Linked DNA regions of Zea mays: region 1 is linked to region 2. Evidence: chromatin contacts called from public Hi-C data. All regions are on one chromosome and are shown on one strand. Each heading gives the region's core, a stretch centred on a gene start, on an enhancer-like site or on the middle of the called end of the contact. The rest is flanking DNA. Distances are from core to core; before and after follow the strand shown.

What was found. Hi-C and Micro-C count contacts between places; a contact is called where the count stands out from the background.
Region 1: a contact with region 2 is called in a Hi-C map of tassel, with 3 times the contacts expected there. The contact joins the promoter of LOC100217086 here to the promoter of LOC100280767 in region 2. A contact is called at or near these places in 3 of 25 Hi-C or Micro-C datasets (ear, leaf and tassel).

What each region holds. Positions count from the first base shown.
Region 1 is chr5:30,044,195-30,048,983 of Zm-B73-REFERENCE-NAM-5.0, reverse strand. LOC100217086 (putative protein of unknown function (DUF640) domain family protein) reads right to left here and starts at 2,621. Exons shown (of 2, transcript NM_001143455.1): 1 at 2,431-2,621; 2 at 1,134-2,244. The coding sequence starts at 2,232. The coding sequence ends at 1,600.
Region 2 is chr5:29,754,119-29,758,856 of Zm-B73-REFERENCE-NAM-5.0, reverse strand. LOC100280767 (malate dehydrogenase, cytoplasmic) reads left to right here and starts at 2,315. Exons shown (of 7, transcript NM_001398308.1): 1 at 2,315-2,459. The coding sequence starts at 2,417.

The DNA.
Region 1 (4,789 bases), core at 1,372-3,871, 290 kb before region 2:
TTGAGAAAAGTGCAATATATACCTCTCGTTTTTATCTGTCTTCAAACAACTATAAAAGAATCATTTCATGTATTTCGAAAAAAGTAGAAAACCTAAAACCAAACTTTTCAAAATATAGTAGGAAAACAGTTGTCTCTGAATAATTAGCCTTCAAAAACAGATATTTTTTTGTTAGTCTTTTGGCGGGCAAGCAAAATAAAGCAGCGCCAAAAAACCTAACCAAACATAGCTACAGTATATATTGCACAAAGTATAAATATATGGCAGAAAAGAATGGATCAAAAGCATGCAGCGACCACAAAAAAATGCAACCAGGCAGAAAAGTAGACTACACAATCAGCTCAGTAAATGCAAATAAGAGTGCGTGCTGCTATAAGCTGAAGGTCCTGTTTGAGAACTTGCACAGATTCCTCAGAAGGCAACTAGCTATCCCGTTCTTATTTTATGAAACAATCTTGCAGAACACCGTCAAATTCTTCTCGGGGTTTCAAACAGGCGACAAACTAGAAGCACTACGGCAAACAGCGTATGAATAGCATCAACCAACTGCTGATCTCATTATTATCCTCAAATAATAAATAGCAACTGAACAAGCAGGAATCATCGTTCATGATCGAACACAAATAGTACTGGCCGGCGGCATAAATCTGCTCCACACCATTTCTGTCCACATTCCAATCGGCCGCGCGGGCGCATCTCCTTTAAGATGACCAGACAAGCCTAGACACTTATGGAATCGTCAGAGAGACATGAACTACCATAAGAACTACCATAAAAAGAAATGAAAAAGATCCCCAAAAGAGTGTAGCAGCAGGCAGAAGGCAGCAATCGCAGCCAGCATGCAGTAGGCTAGCACAGACGCAACACGACACGCCATCGCCATCGCCATCGCCCACACGGCCCTTCGAACCAACCCACTCATCCATCCCTGACCCGCAGCAACAGTACGTTGATTCCCCGCGAGGACGACAGAAACTGACATGACTCCCCGCATCACACAGACAGACCCGGCCCCCAAGAACAAGATGACTAGCTTCCCGCAGATATCTCACCTCACACTGGATGCAAAGAATCTAAACCCAAAGTCAAAGAGCACGCAGCTGGAAGATCAGCAGCAAGCTAACAAGCGAATTAAAATCTCAAGCCAATTTGATCAAAGGAGCAAAAGCTGCTAGGAAGCACATCAAGAGTTCACAGCTGCAGCTGGAGGCATCACCAGTAGCAGCAAATAGTAGAGTGTCACCAATTAAGCTGGGAAACGATCAGATCGAGAACTGACCTAATCAAGAGACAGTAGTAGTTCCAGTAGCAATACCAGCAGCAAAAGCATATTTGAAAGAGCAACGGGAGTAATTTGTAGCAGCAGCAGCAGTTGTACTAGCAGTAGTGGCAGCTAAACTATAGCCACAGATCGATAGTAGAAAGGAGCCAAGAACTAGATAGAGGCAATAGATATATAGTAGTCGATCACAGGAGCTTCAGCTAGCTATAGAGAGGCACCGACCAAGAAGATGATCGGCTAATAGTAGTGCATGTGGTAGTAGCATACATGGGGCCGCGCCGGGACCGGGAGCTCCGGCCGGCCGGCCGGCTGGCCAGTCAAGCCGCGGCGCCGGGCGGCGGCGGCGGCGGCATCTGGTGCTCGTAGTGGTGCCCGTTGCCGTCGTGGGAGGAGGAGATGACGGCGGCAGGGACGGGGTGCGCCGGGGCCTTCTTGCGCTTCTTCTTCTCGTAGCTGACGCCCCGGGCGCGGGACTGATGGTCGCGGACCTCGCGAAGGTAGAGCCTGACGGCGCGCGCGCCGAAGGGGTTGTTCTCGGGCCGCCCGCCGTTCTCCTCGTAGGCGGCGCGCAGCCTGCCCACGAGCGCGTCCAGGCTGCCCCACGCCTGGCGGAGCGGGCACGGGCAGGGCGCCGGCGGCGCCGGGTGGCCGAAGAAGGGGCAGGCCGGGGTGTGCACCTTGGTCTTGCCGAACTGGTCGAGGTAGCGCAGGAACTCCAGCACGTGCGCGCCGCTGCAGCGCGCCAGGGACAGCGGCGGCCGGTGGTTCCGCAGGTACTGCCCGAACGTGTTCCAGTCCCGCCGCTTCTGCGACTCGTACCGGCTCGGCGACGCCAGCGCCGACGCCGCGCCCGCGGATGACGCCCCCGGCGACAGCGCCCCGGACGCCGAGCCGCCGCCGCCGCCGCTGTTGTCGGAGTGCGGGCTGTCCGGGTGCGGCACCAGGTCCATCTGACAAGCAAGCTAAGTAAGCAACCAAACAACCTATCAGCAAGAAGGAGATGAGATGAGATCTATCTATTTTGGAGTCGGTGCCCGCGCGCGCGAGCCGTGGTCCTGTGAGAGAGAAGAGAGCGCCGCACGCGGGGGCGGGGGCCGGGGCGCTATAAATAGTGTTCGCGACCACCACTACTACTGGACAGCACTTGCCTCGCTTCACTTCACTTCACTTCTCGGTCGAGAGGCGAGAGCTAGCTAGCCTCCGGCCGGCCGGACAGCCAGCATGCGGCACCAGGCTCGCCGCCTCCAAGATCGCCGGAAAGATCCCTTGCTCACTCACGGCAACAGCATGCCTCGGCGCCGAGGTCGGGGGGGGAAGAGAGGAGGGGGGAGGGGAGCGGATGCAAGGGAGGGGGTGAGTACTAATTGGCGGCGAGACTGGAAGAGGGGAGGGACTGTGGCACACTGCAGGACTGCAAGTGAATGGGTGAGAGGGAGGAGACAGTATGCAGTGAAAGGTGATGTGACGGGAGAAAAAGAAAGGTTTTTAGCGATGATAGGGGCGGTGACAAGTGAAATATCATCGGTACGGAATGGGCTTTTAAAATCTACCCCTCCACTCGACTCCACCACGGGCGCGCGGTGCGGCGGCCGGGGGTGGACATGGGACTTGAAGGAACGAACGAACGCGTGTGGCGGATGCCGCCGACGCCGGAGGGGGAACGGCGAAGCTGCTGGCCGGTGTTGGTAGTGGTTCTTGTGACTTGTGAGTGCCGCCGAGACTGGGAATGTCGGTGTAGAATGCTGGGTGCTCTGCAGCTTAGCTCAACATTGACCGAAATCGCGTCGTTTTACGGAGAACGACTATCTGGGCTTACGCGACATCTCCTGGTGCAAATGTTTGTCGTTTTGTGCCCCCGTGTGCCTTTTACTTTTTTATTTACTAACGTCCACCCCTAAAAATAAATTGGTTGCCACCCTCCACCTTTTTCAAAAAAAACAATTTTAAATTTAGAACAAATCTTGTTTTAAAATTGACCAAATTTATACTTAATCTATTCTGAATTATAAATCACTTTAGATATAAAAAAACCTATAAAGCTAAAACGACTCACAATACAACTTAGAATAGAGGGAAAATATAAGATAATATTTTAGTTTATGTCTCATATATTTTTTATTATAAATATATATTTCACAATCGATCTAATACTAGTATTCATTGATTGTTACAATAATCTTATGTAGATTTGAGAAACTACGAGTTTTTTTACTTTTTAAAATTGAGGTTTTTGACTAGCAACATTTCTCTGAAACATAATCCTACGGATTTGTAAGCTTGTTCTCTTATAATTTGTATCGCCCGTCTAAATTATATAGCTAGGGTTGGATATCAAGCTAGTTCATAAGTTTAGCTTGGTTCGTTTGCGAGCTTGAGGTCACTCATTTAGCTCACGGGTCATATAAAAACAATATGCATATACATAACATAATCAATTGCTTGTTAATTCTAAACCAATTCCACAACAACAAAAATAGTAATTTTTCTCACAATTTTCATCACTTATCAATTCATCGCAAATTTACACACATATTCGTCAGCTTAATCTACAGGAACAAATGCATATACCAATTTAACATATAGAAACAATTCATGAATCATTAGTAATTTAACCCACATCTTAGGCATCATATATACATGTACACATTTCACCACCAATTCATGTGTAAATGATATATATATAGTTTCATTTTGCTAAAATGTGATAGCTCGTTTGAGCTCGCGAGGTGGTTCGAGCTCTCATGTTGGCTCGTTAACAAACCAAGATAGAATGTAAGCTCAGCTCGTGAAATTTTTTGATCTGATCCGAGAAGAGCCAACCACGAACCGAGCGAGCCGACGAGTATTTCGTCTAGCCACTACCGGAATCCGGCTCTTTGCCGAAAGCTCCTCGCTTTGCTGAGTGTAATTTATCGGGCACTCGGTAAGCCGAGTGCTACTCTCGGTGAAATAAGATACTCAACACATACCTAATTTGCCGAGGATAAAACACTCGGCATAGAAAGACACTCGGCGAAATACGACCCTCGGTAAAGGACTGTTAGTAGCCGTCAGTAGTTGACGGCCATTAACTTCACCGAGTGTCATGCATCGACACTCGGCAAACTATCTTTTTTGTCGAGTGTCACCTGGAAAACACTCGACAAACCTATATTTTGCCGAGTGTCTTTCCTTGACACTCGGCGAAGTATATTTTATTTTTTTCTTTTTTCCACCAAACTTTTTATGGTGTTTTCCTACAGTATGTAGACCTACATGCTAAATTTTGGCACAATTATCAAAGTGGTTGCTATAACAATTAGATTTAGTTCGTTTAATTGAATTTCTTCGGATAATTCAGATTTGAACTGCAGGTCACTCGAAAAATAGAAAACTGTAAATGCAAAAATGATATTCATGTTATTTAGCACAAGTTACGACCTATTTCAGGAACATACCGGAATTTTCGAACACCATGCTCACGGAACATAATCGCGAACTTTCGATCTAGTTGTTTTAAAATTGTAT
Region 2 (4,738 bases), core at 1,066-3,565:
TTTATGCAATTTTTAGACATGTGGATGGCAAGTTCACGACCATGTTTAGTGAGCATGTTGCTCGAAGTTTCCGGTCCGCTCCTGGAATCGGTCGTAACTTATGCTAAGTAACATGAATATCATTTTTGCATGCACGGTTTTCCAAGTTTCGAGTGACCTGCAGTTCAAATCTAAATTTTTCGAAGAAATTTAAATAAACGAACTAAATCTACTAACGATTGAAAACTCTGTTAAAATTGTCCACAAATGATACATGTAGGTCTACATAGTGTAGGAACATACCACAAAAATTTTGGGAGACAAAATAAAAAAATACTTTGCCGAGTGTCTAGCGATGACACTCGGCAAAGCCTCCTGGCACTCGGCAAAGAAGCCTCTTTGCCGAGTGCCAGCCGTTGGCTCTCGGCAAAGACTGACGGCCGTCAGCTTTGGGACGGCCGCTGACGGCCCTTTGCCGAGAGCCCCCTTTGCCGAGTGTTTGACACTCGACAAACTTGTCTTTGCCGAGTGTCGTCCTGTGCCGAGTGTTCAGCACTCGGTAAAGTGGCACTCGGCAAAGCCTTCTTTGCCGAGTGCCCGACAAAAGACACTCGGCAAAGAATACAACACTCGACAAAGCCTGCGATTCCGGTAGTATTAGATGGGTCATGTTTGGGCTAGCACGATATGGAGTGGGGCACGAATTAGAAAAGTAATGTTTAAATGATTATTTCATGCTTCAATAATTTTTACCTCTTCACAAAAGTTATAGAAAATATTGATTTCTCTTTCTCATATAATTTTTAATGTATAACAAAGTTAGAAATAATTTGAAGATAGCCTACTTTTGTTAATTGGACACGACACTCCTGAGCCCGAATTTTTTTGTGACGTGCTGGTCCAAAAAAAATTGGCCTGAAGTATGATGGGTTTGGGCCGTGCCGACCCAACATTGTCTCAACTTTTAGCTCTAGTTTTACGTTGTGCGTCACGTGTGAAGTGCGTATGTCTTTTCTCTTCCCCGCTTCACGTCTATAAATGGACCGTTACACTGCATATGGGCTGTGAGAAATCATCCAATCCTAGCACGACAGGAAGCCATATGTAGCGTATAGTAACACTTCGCTAGCTGAAGAAGGACGTACGACCGAGCAAGTTATAAAAAAAGGTCGAGCTATTTTTCAACTCATACATTTATCAGCATTTGAACTAAGATAAAGTGTAATATTTATTCTTATATTTGATACGTGGATCATATGTATCAAATATGATTGTGTGCTATTATTGTACTAGTATATATATAATCTGAGAATCCAACTAATTTTATTTTCTAATTAAATTTATATAAATTAGTATTAATATTTTTATTTTTAAATATATTTAATATGAAAATATATGATAAGATAAATCTGATGGTATTATTAAAATATCGTAATTATTAATGTTTTATGATTATATTTGATTAAAATTTAGATTATTTGACTTTTGGAAATAAAGATCACCGTCGAAGCTAGGGCTGGACGAAAAACTCGTAGCTCGTTAACTCGCTCGACTCGACTCAATAATGACTCGACTCGTTTATAATTTGTAACGAGTTGAGTTTGTATTTAAACTCGTTACGATAACGAGCCAGCTCGAGCTGGCTCGCGAGCTGACTTGTGAGCCAAACGAGTTGGAGTAATTAGTCAAATTACAATAATCTCGGATCCAAAATAGTTAATCTTATACTCTACTATAGTTAATCTTGTTCTTTGTTGAGTGTGGAATCTTAAGTTGCAAACTCTATTCTTTTTTCTAAATAGATCTCCTTCTTTTCTTTTGCTACATATTTTTATATTCGTTCGTAGACACTAGACATGATATTATCAAGCTGGCTCGCGAGCTACACGAGCCAGCTCGAGTTGGCAAACGAGTCGAGCTGAGTTGGATCTTCAGCTTGTTAACATAACGAGTCGAGCCGAGCCAGCTCGTTATCTTAACGAGTCAACTCAAGTCGAGCCAAGCCGAGCCGAGTCAGCTCGATATCCACTCCTATTCGAAGCCATGGGCGGTGGGCCGGTGGCCAGCGCCACAGGCCACAGGGTCAAGTCGACAAGTCGTCACTGTTCGCAAGCCTCTTGCCTAGGCAGTAGGCACACCGCACACAGCAGCTGAGCAGCAAGTATCAGGCACAGAGCCCACATTGCAACACTGATGTCTGGACCCCGTAAGTATCAGGCCCATTGTCAGTGACTATGAACAGTTGCTCTCGTTGTGGGGCGAGTGACAGTGGACTCCCCTGGCTCCCCGTCACAGCGGCGTCGTTAAATAGCGGCCACCCATTGTCGCATGTCGCATCCCATCTGCTATCCTTGGTTGCCGCTTCCTCCAAAGCCACTCCAAACCCCCGCTTCCAGAACCTTCTCGAAACTCTCCGCCTCCTCCTCTACTCGCTCCGATGGCGAAGGAACCGATGCGCGTGCTCGTCACTGGCGCCGCAGGTACGTTGCTGAATCCTCCCCCTTCCCGATCCGCGTAGTACTCGGTGTCTTTTGGTCCGTCTCGGATCTGGCCTAGTCGGCCCTAGTCCGATCCGATTCTGTGGGCTTTAGTGTGCTTAGCTCGCTAGATCTTGTTTTTTTTTCGTTTGATCTGATGGTGTTTAGGGCGTTAGGGTTGATTTAGATTTGACCAGTCGAAGAGCTGACTGTCGCTGTCACTGTCCTTGTTCAGCTGGTGAAGTTGAACCGATCTGCGATGCTAGCTAATCTGATCAGTGGTTGGGATTGATGGTAGCCACTTGATTCTCGTGGTATCCCCTTGATCCGGTTAACTCGTTAGCTTCGCTTAATGAATGGCTTACTCTTTAGATAGTTGATTTCGCCGCTGTGGTTTCTAGTTGAACTTTACGGGTTCTATTATGGAAGGTTTCGGGATAGCACCATGTTCTGATCTGGTTTAGGGGTTTTGGAGTCAGTGGTTACACCAAAGAGTGAATTTGATACATTTAATCTTATTAGAATATCTTGTGGGATTTAAGTTACAGATCTTGTTACTCCATGGATTTTACATGTGAAAACTTGCATGAATTCTGTCTACTTGATCATTGCCTGAATGATGTAACATTTTAGCTGTTTAGATAGATGTCTTAATAATCATGCAATGTAATTAGTGGAACTTCCTCAAACATTAATGACAGTGGTGTAGGCATCCATGGGGCAGGGGTCCAGGCCCCAGTTGTTTGGGGCTCTCAATGTGCCTCAATCAAAAGTTGGTCACGCCAAATTATAGGGCTGTCTTGACTTGTTCACTCTTTTGTAGCATGTCATCTGAGTTCTTGCACTTCTGTTATCATAACAACAGGGTTTGTCGGATTGGTATGGATTAGCCAAATTTTAGTTAGATATTCTGCTTATCTGTTTATTCTAGCTTATGCCTAGGATTCATTTATAAAATTGCACAGCATGCGTGACACTTGTCTGTTATGGAACTATTTTGACAAGCATCTACTGCGATACAACAATTAAGTCAGCTGCTTGTGTCATATTTCAGTATTTCATGGTATTAGAGCTGGTGTACAATGCATATTTAGGGCGTGTTTGGAATGGCTCCAGAGCAAAACTCCAAGGAGGAGCTGGGCAGGGCATACCAAACACACTAACTCCAGAGTTGTAAACTCTATGGAGTTTTTGGAGCTGCAGTACAATTTTTTGGAGTATCTCTTTTGCTGTTCCGAAAGCTCCAAAAAAGCAACCTAGTCATGGAGTTTGGAGTTATTTACCCGCCACTGCCACCGGTTATGAGAAACAATATAAACTCTGTAGCAGAGCTGCTCCAGCTAGAGTTTTAGAGTAGAGCTGCTCTGAGGTGGAGTAGAGTCATGCCAAACATGCCCTTACTTTCAGTTCCATTTTAGTATATGCTTGTACCAAGCTCGAATGGAAAGGCAGGCCTGGTGCAGTGGTGAGAGCTGTCTCATCGAGTCGACAGTCGGGGGTTTGAAGTAGTCTCTCCACATTTGTGGTGGAAGGGTTGCCTTGGTTTATCCCTTCCCTAGCCCCTCTGCCCTTCTTGTTGTTATAGCGACCTTCTTCCCTCAACAGCTCTGATACCATGTTGGATAATATTTGTGGCATTCAATAATTGTCTGTTTTGTTTTAAAGATGTATCAGCAATAATGGTGTGTCCATGTAGCATACTGGAATGAGGAGCTAGAATTTGTTCTAGCTTTGAGGTTTGCGACATGCTATGATAGGATAGGGTGTTGTTGCATTCTGCTTTGCATGGACATGTACAATGGCGGATTCAGGAATGGATCAAAGGAGGGTCTACTAGCAATTGCATGGACATGTACAATGATGACAGATGGCTGGTGCCTTGTGGTGGGCAACCTTAGCTATTGCCACCTGCCGATCTAGAACCTGGGCATGGGTGCCTGTCGACTGTAATCGTGCCATGGAGTAGGGCAACCACTCGGACATCGGATGACTAGGGTTAGGACGCATACTAGGACGAGGCCGCTATCATAGTGCACGTGTGTTGGATAAGGACAGTTAATTTTTTTGTCTTATACGAATGAAATTAAATCACTAGTCACTAACAATTGGTCGTTAACATGGCATTTTATGTGACATCCCCCGTAAAAACGGCAAAAAATAGATTGTCATGTTAGATGCGGACATGACTGATGCATGGTGGCTTAGAGAGTGGGACATTTGAGTTAGTATAAAGATCTACTGCTAACTTTACCACATGGCGACCGGGCAGGGCTGCAGCCCCC